Regions from separate parts of the Siniperca chuatsi genome. Here region 1 is linked to region 2. A link is a contact called in public Hi-C data. All regions are on one chromosome and are shown on one strand. Each heading gives the region's core, a stretch centred on a gene start, on an enhancer-like site or on the middle of the called end of the contact. The rest is flanking DNA. Distances are from core to core; before and after follow the strand shown.

Region 1 (4,506 bases), core at 716-3,215, 180 kb before region 2:
CCCACATTGAAATATATCCTTGCAATATGAAGAGGGCTTTGAAACAGTATTTAGGGAGATAACATTTACAGAATTTTTTGGTGGCTGATCAGGGTGGCAACTTTTAGGATTTGGATTTATGAAACTGAGGCTGCAGCCCGCACAGTAGGTGTGGGTTAAATACTATAAGCCAAAGACAAGGGGTCTTTCTGAAGAGGTTCCAATATAAGATAGATCAACTTAAACATGATGTCATTCACTAGAAATCATCCCAATTAGAGAGGAAAATATTCCACAAACAAAACCAGCCCTCACATGGAAGATGTGGCTTGAAATCCTATTTACATGAATACACAAAACTGACATGAAACCATTTGGTGTAATCAATTTCTGCCCTCCAGCAACTCTCTGCTACAGTGTTTCCTCTGAATTTTGTCCATTATGAAATCCAGTTCCGTGTTTGTGTTACAAATGATTCCCATTGTATTTCAGTTGCATAAAAGCTGTTGCCTTGACATTGCTCCATGCTTCACAGAGCCTTTGTTTCAGGCATCATCGGATTGCCACTGCTTACACTTAGCATCATATTATCATCTCGGCTCCTCTGAGGCTGGAGCAGCATATGGCCTCTCCTCACTGAGGTCACCGGATGGGTTCGCATGTGTTGACCTCAGATTCAGGACATCGACACAAGCCGGGGGAAACATGGCTCTTAACTTAGAACAACACTGACCTCAAGTGGTTGTTTAACAGCGACTCATTAAACAGACTAGAACTCTACTTCAAACACCCTTACATATTGTTTTCATGATATTATGCTCTGATTATAGTGATTATCATGCACTTACAACATGCTCATACTGCTTTCATGATGCTTTACAATGTTGAATGAGCACCACGGCAGGTAAAGTGTTACAGCTGCACAGCAGACTGTTTGTGCTCAGTGTTCTGCTTCACTTCCTCAGACAGTGAAAATGTGCTTGTGTGCATTCCACTATTTAGTTAGTAAATGGCATGGAAAAAGAGGCGAGGTTTAATAAATGAGGCTAAACTCTATTTGTGTGCAAATACGACTTACGGATTAACCTGCCAGGACGCCCTGGGGCAAAAATGAGACGAGGGTCCGTGCTGACCCCCATCTCCTTCAACTATATGTGCATTATGTATCAAGTACTGTGCACACAGTAGAACATGCATGGTATGTTAATCATATTTTGCCTTGAGCCCCACAAACCAACCAGTACTCTTGTCCTAGAATACACAAATGTGCAGCTTTTAAACTCTACAGCAAGTGAAACTGGCTTCACTTCCTCTATTTGTTACATGAGCATGCATGAACAAATACATAATTCCATATATATATATATATATATATATATATCATGTGCTGAAGTCATTAACAGAGAAAGAAAGGTGTATTATTTCTACATGGTGACATTACCTACGTTTGGGGGTCACTTGGGGAAGTATAAAACCCCAATCACAGAAATCTAAATAGACTACAAAATCATATTTTTAGGCAATTCTCATAACATTAGAAAAAGTCTTAAAGTATTAAGCTGATAAAACAATGTTAAGGATGTGTTTTTTTTTTAGCTTTTTCAGAGGTTCCAGGTTCTGCAGGACCCCAATAAAATAAATAAGGTCCTTGTCATTTCAGTTGTGTGTAATCATGTTCATACACAATCTGGTAATTAATCAAATTATCACAAACCAACTGACTTTAAGTGAAGGGCTTCTGGGCCCCCTGGAGTCTGGGCCCTGTGACAGTTGCCTACTTTGCCCAGCGTTGTTTAGGTCATTTGGAATGCACTGTTGTAGAGTCAGTGTCAAATGTCCAAACCGAGCTTGATTCATTACATCTGATGTGGTTTCTCTCCAAAAACCTCGTAACCTGACTGTATTAACTACACTCCTGGGAGACAAACACGAGATACAGTTTGGGCATTCTAATGCTAACATAAGGAGAATTCCATTCCGTGATGCATCATAATTTGAAATGATGTCGTAAAGAGGTTCTCAGTGTTGAAGTACACTTGAGGTTCATCCACAGTTTAGACAATCACTTTCAAAGCCCCAACAGGTTGACTTTCCCCAGCACAGCAGGAAAAGGTAAGATGCTCGGTTCACTGCTGTATATTTGCACACACTCATAAGTTTTGTCATCATCAGCGTAGTGGCAGAGTGCTCCCTCGCCATGCCTCATGGCTTTGATTGATCATTGTTTTGATCAGCCTTGACTTTATGATTTATCAAGCCTCCTCGTGTTCATTTATCTATTTAGCACACTGACGCCCCCTTATTATCATCTCACGCTGTGTATCTTATGCTGAATCACACACAATAAGCTTCCAGACAACGTGCTGTATGTGTAAAAACTCACATGTAAACCTGGAAAATTCATAGCTTTCTATGTTATTGTTTTGCTGCATTGTCAAGCAGCTGTTGTAATTCACAGCTAAATGCATCATCGGCCTTGGAAGAGGAAAATGAAGGGGAGAGGGAAGATCCCAGGTACATCATCCAAAAAGTCCCGTGGCCGTCTGAGGCGGCCATCTTACTCCCCGATTCCATCCACATCAGCTCATGTGGGGACCTCTCAGTCACAATCATACCGATCTAACGTCTCCACTCCTGCTGGCTCACCAATCGCCAGTCCAGCTAAGAAACAGAAAGGGACTGGCTACAATCATTCCTGGAGATGGAGAGGGCTTTATAAGAAGAAAGGCAAAACCAGAGGGACCTTAGGGACCTCCAAATGGGCAAAACAGAAGAGACGCTCTGGGCGTTCAACCCGCAATCCTCAACCACAGAGACCCAAAGTTCAAAACCAGAGAGCAAACCAAGGAACACCAGCGAAGGTGAAATCAGAAGTGCTGATGGTGACATTGTCTATAATGATAGCAATGAATACCAACTGACTGATACATTGGCAGGCCAATATTATCACCAATATCACAGATTACAGTAGCATGAATGTTGGCTTATATACAAAAACATTGTAAAGCAGTAAATTGCAAGAAGAAATGTTTTAGTCACAACATTTTTAAGAATACGTGACTTTCATTTTTCTCAATTTAAGTAAGAGTTCATAATTATTATTTTTTAAATACGTGGTCAACAACATATTTATATATATTCTTTAAGCCTTGCTTTTGCCTAGAGCATACACTACTCCACTGCCATTTTTTGATTATGTTCACTATTTCAATTTAATCAGTTTTTTTTTAAGATTATGATGGTGAAAGCCTATTTTTTGTAACTGGAACAACAATATGTAACTTCTCTGACCTAATCTCACTGACCCAGTGTGCTATATTCTCTCTCTGTGACACCCAGTCTATCAGAGGACAGGACATCACCAGCTGCCGGTGGCTCCACTATGGAGCCCACATTGGCAATGAGACACGCAGCATCGAGTTCAAACAAGGTGGCGGTAAGGTTACACTGTAAACACAATTTACAGCTAACAAGATAGACCCCTTTAAAAATCAGTCTCCTTGGGTGGACAATAGGGATTATTTTTTTGATTTATTGTTCCGTCTAATAGTCTAATTTTCTGTCAACTGACTATGATGATTATTAATTAACTGGCCAATTGTTTCAGTATTAGCTTGAATTTATGAAACTTTAAAATAACGTCTTTTTGATCTTATGATCTTTTCAAAAACATTCCAAAGTGCATACATTAGAAAACATTGGTCTCATGTTGCTGTGTGGATGGACAAAACCCACCCAGACCCAGACAGAGTCTGGCTTTAGCTTAAAGGAATAGTTCGACATTTCCCCTAACCAAAGTGCTTTTGTTGCCTAAACCTCACTCAGAAAACACACCCCAGTCTCTGGGTCTGGGCTTTGTGCAGCCACCATCCATTCCATTCCATTTATTTAGCTGACACTTTTATCCAAAGCGACTTACAATAAGTGCATTCAACCATGTGGATACAACCCAAAAATTGTAAGAACCATGCAAGAACATCAACTTCATCAAATACGCTGAAATGCTGCAAGTGCTACACTTAGAAACAATAAGAGATAGAGAAAGAGATTTTACAGTTGAAACAGATGAGCGACGGAAGAACAGTTTCTGCTGTCCTGATGTCTCGTGGTTTGTTGAGCGGAAGCTGGGCCCGGCTGGCAGCAGCAGAGCGTAGTGGACGAGTCGGGGTGTATGGTTTGACCATGTCCTGGATGTCGGATCCATTCCGATCACCGCTCTACAAATTCCGTGCAGGAAGTTTATTTGTGAAAAAACGTTGCCATGGAACATAATCCAGGCAGCAATTCAATTTTCCCTCAAAAAACATTGGCAATACAAAACAGTAGTATATGAACGTAATTTGTAGGAGAATCCAAATCAACGACATGAATTTCACTGATTGATATTGTTTTGTGTGTTTACATTTTTGAATTATTATTTGTTCTTTAGCTTTCGAATTTACTGCTGTATTTTGTAGTTGATATGAACTTGCTAAACTTCTTCCTGTCCTTTTGTGTTGTTGACATGACTGACTCGCTGTTTCAGCG
Region 2 (4,198 bases), core at 1,584-4,083:
GGTGAGGAGAGGATCCAGCCCTTCTGTGGGAGTTTAATTCAATCACAGCTCTGGTCAAAAATGAATTAAAACTCTCATTAAGCCCCCCTCCTGTGTTCCAGAGACTAAGCTGGCTGCTAAGGCTCACAAGTAGAGATTTGGGTGTTACATAGAAGCATCAGTCAGCTCTGCAGTTATCTGTCTGTGAGTCAGCCATCAGTCACTAACTCCATCATTTCGTTATTTTAATTTGAAGTGCTTCTCCGCACCCACACAGTGAGCCCAATGCACCCAGTTGCAGACGATCCAAACAACAGTAGGCTATGTGGATGTCTTGTTGTTTAATCTGAACGAGTCACAGTTTGACAAAATTGAGACTGCAGTGCTCCCTGCCTGGACTTTATATCTCACTGAGCACAATGAGGATAATACCCTGCGATCCACAACACAGGACCATTGACCTTTCCACAGTACACTGTAACTAACCACTTTGGACTGTGGCCATTTATTATATGGAGCAGAGTGTGCAGAAAGTGTTGTTTTGTGTCAGGGAGAGAAAAAGGAACCTGTGTGTAACCCCACAGGAAAACATCTCTGTGCCTCCGACCACTAAAGTGTTTCTGCTGCGGGATCAATTCAGCCTCGCTCTGTCGCTTCTGAGCTGCAGCTTACATTATCAGTGGAGTCAAACTGTTACATCTATTGTCAGGACAAAATGGCTCTGACAGTAGTAATTAAGCTTATTCTATTCCTGGAGTTATATTAATGTATTCTAGTTATTCTTTATTGATTTAAGAAAATAAAAGATGTGAACAAATGGATTTGTTTGGATTCTCTGCCACTTGGAAATAACATATGAACAATGCAAGGAGCTCTAAACTAAATAATTTAAAGCCGATAAATACCTAATACAATCTGTAAAGCTCAACCAAACATGTAGTCTTCTTTATCCGCTCTTTATACATGAGGAAAATACAACTTTTTTTCCTTCTCTTGTCCAACATGACTTCAAACGTGAAACATGAGCGCCCCCTGCCGATTCATAAATGGAAAGTGTGCTGCCTTCAGGCGCTCATTAAAATAAAACGGCCAGGAAAAGTCATAGTAGGCTACATGAGAGGGACTTGTTAAAGATGTAGACAGTGGTGCATAGTAACTAAGTTCATTTATTTAAGTATTATGGTGTAGTAAAGTTTTGAGGTACTTGTACTTTACTTAAGTATATCCATTTCATGTTACTTAATACTTCTATTCCACTTCAATTCAGAGGAAAATCTGTACTTTTACTTCACTTTTACTACAGTACAGTTACTTTGCAGAGGAAGATTTTACATCCAAAACATATCATAGTTGATCAAATATGATGCATTGTTGCATTACTGCATAGAAGGAACTGTTCAATAGTGTATATAAAGCAAGTAAAATTACCTTCACATCGACCAGCTACAGCAGGGCTATTCAATTACAAATTCAGTTGGGCCAGATATTTTCAGAAGCTTTTTTTAAACCTTTGTAGCTTTTGGTAATGACGTATTTTAAACAAAAGTAGTAAAAAAAAACAGCAGGCGTTTGGAAATGGCGGTAAAATAAGGTAATAACGTAAACTGACGGTTTTCATTGTCAAATTTACGTGTCAGGGTTGACAGAGGCACATTTTCAGTAGAGCACTTGTTGTGACCGTCAGCAGCCAGGTGGTTTGAAAAGCTACTGAGCCGGTCGGCGCTCACGTGACATCACGCTGACTTGTGAAAGATACGATTAGCGCCGCTGTCGCTACATCCGTAAACAGCCCGCCCGATCAGCACTGCGCATGTGCGGCGCTCAACAGAGACGAGAAGGAAGGCTCCCTCGTCAGCTCCTTCCATACACTATATATGCAGTTTACTTATTCAGTCATATGTCAGATTTATGTACGCTGGGCCACTCGGAGGTTGCTCCTGGGCCGCTAACTGAATAGGGCAGAGCTACAACATTGGAGTATTGCTTACATGTTAATAATAATCCAGTAATATTGCATATATAATAATATAACTCTCTGAAAGGCATTATGAGTACATTTATTTTTGAAACTTTAAGGACATTTTGCTTCTAATAATTCTGCCCTTTCACTTAAGTACAGTTTTGAATGCATGACGTTTATTTGGAATTAATTGTGTTCACATTGTAGTATTACTACGTTAACTTGGAGGTGGTACGAGCATGGAATCTGTATTAACAATTTATAGTACAGGTGGTTTTTTAAAATATTATCTTTGACATGCTGTGCATACTGTACATCGTAGTACGAAAACCGTTGTGTTTTATTTAATACACCAAATTTGCTATAGGATTATTATATTACTATTATAGACCTTTATTCTTGTGCTAATATTTGCTGAAGCTCAGTCACTAGCATTAATAGATTAGTGAATAATATAAAATTGTATTTTCTTATTTCAAACATTGTCCAAGTTTTAGTTTTCATGCATTTCAAGACACGTTTCACATATACAGCAGTTAGCACTACATATTACAGTTCACCATAGTGTTTAGATATTAAATACTGCTAAAAAATCTTTTCACATTGGGGTTTGGTGATGGCACCCAAATATCAAGTTTAAAATAAAAACCAATAAAATAATATAAAATAAAATAACAGCCTAATGGTCATTTTATCATCAATGAATGCCATGGTGTATCGTTGTGGTTATTATCGAGAGCGAGAGGAACCAAAATGAATAACATTTTTTTTTTTTAAACTTCTGCGTCTTGACAATTTATACTTGTGAGTCCCTTTAAGTGACATACACACGTCAAAGATGAATGAAACATTCCCAAGTGTGCAGCAGCAGTTTACGAGGCGTACATGAAGGTAGCACAATGTTGTAAGTGTAATAAATGATGCACTGCAGCCCTGAATCGTGGTCCATACACGTGTAGAGTCAATTTGAGGATAGATAGTCTGTAGGGTCAGCACAGTAGCAAAGGCGTTGTTAGTTGGATCGAAATTTCGTCTCTGGCCAAAGGTCTTGTAAACTGTTTTCGTCATCGACGATTTGGTTTGAAGGGCAGCTCTGGCTGAAGAATACTTTGGTGAGTTTTGACGCTGTTAACAGAGGCTGTTGGCTAGCTAGCAAATACTGTTATCTTACAAGCTATATACAATAAATAAGTATGACTTCCGGTTAAAAAGAATGAAAATAAAATTATGTTAGAAATACCAAGAATGTAGCAGTGTATTGTAATGACTTATTGTATTTTAGCTGTAGTCTCGTAACCCAAAATAGAGTATATAATACTGGAATAGACAGTCAATTTTAACTATTTCGCTGTTTTGTTGCAATGCCATTCGTATAAAAGTTAATAAATAGCTAACTTCGCTTTTATTTTGAATGCATTGCCGGGTAATCTGGTCACATGTAAGTTGGCGAGCTTGATGCAGTTGTTAGAAATGGAGAGCATGTTAGCTACCCTACAGCGGTAGTGCTTTGTTCAGCAAACGTTGAATGTGTCTGTTTTCCACTGCAGACACCAAAAGAGGCCTTGGTTTGTCTGATAGTAATTCTTGTACGCCGATATTACTAACGTTACCCCTAACAGTTAGCCAAAAGCTAGCTAATTGCGCTGGCGGTATTACTTTGGTCACGTTGACTTTAAGGAAAATGGTTACCTGGACGGGCGGTTCGCTCACTTGTAGTCTTGTAATATAAGGGAATCCGGAAATTCCCACCCGCTCGGCCCTTGCTGTGTTTGTAACCGAGCGCTTCCAATGTGCCATGCTTTATTTGGTGAAAAACTTTTAGGTTTCAGCTTTACACAAACCCTACTTGTTAAATTTGGTGACCTCCGAGTTTTTGTAAGTAGTGGTTTTAGGCGGCAAAGGTTTATTTTTTGTTCGGCTCCCAATTAGTTACCTTGGCAACAGCTACTTTGGGTCCACGTTGTAGAACACGGACATGGAGGTTTAGCCATTGTTTTAGTTAGCTAAATAGCGAAATTGTCTTTTACAGAAATGTTCTCAACCCTTATTGTGAGCTAATAGCTAACGTTAAAGGCCAGTCTAAATATTTCCTGTCAAATATCTAAATACCGATTAGTTAAGAATCAGACAGGCTGCAGAAAAAAATATTAAGTGTTTAATTAATAAACATATTTATATTTTCTAAATTCAATGTACCCATACAGTAAAATATAATGTAGTACAATAGCCCTACACAAGATAATGCACTTGTAAATAATA

The links. A called contact is a pair of places that touch in the nucleus more often than the background predicts.
Region 1: a Hi-C map of skeletal muscle shows a contact between it and region 2, with 7 times the contacts expected there. The contact joins the promoter of LOC122863993 here to the promoter of ctps1a in region 2. A contact is called at or near these places in 2 of 3 Hi-C or Micro-C datasets (skeletal muscle and an unstated tissue).

What each region holds. Positions count from the first base shown.
Region 1 is chrLG17:24,331,465-24,335,970 of ASM2008510v1, reverse strand. LOC122863993 (schlafen-like protein 1) reads left to right here and starts at 1,965. Exons shown (of 5, transcript XM_044170973.1): 1 at 1,965-2,091; 2 at 2,422-2,840; 3 at 3,319-3,415. The coding sequence starts at 2,442. It overlaps LOC122863994 (a long non-coding RNA gene), which reads right to left and starts at 1,879. Exons shown (of 3, transcript XR_006375126.1): 1 at 1,702-1,879.
Region 2 is chrLG17:24,154,609-24,158,806 of ASM2008510v1, reverse strand. ctps1a (CTP synthase 1) reads left to right here and starts at 2,833. Exons shown (of 19, transcript XM_044170946.1): 1 at 2,833-3,051.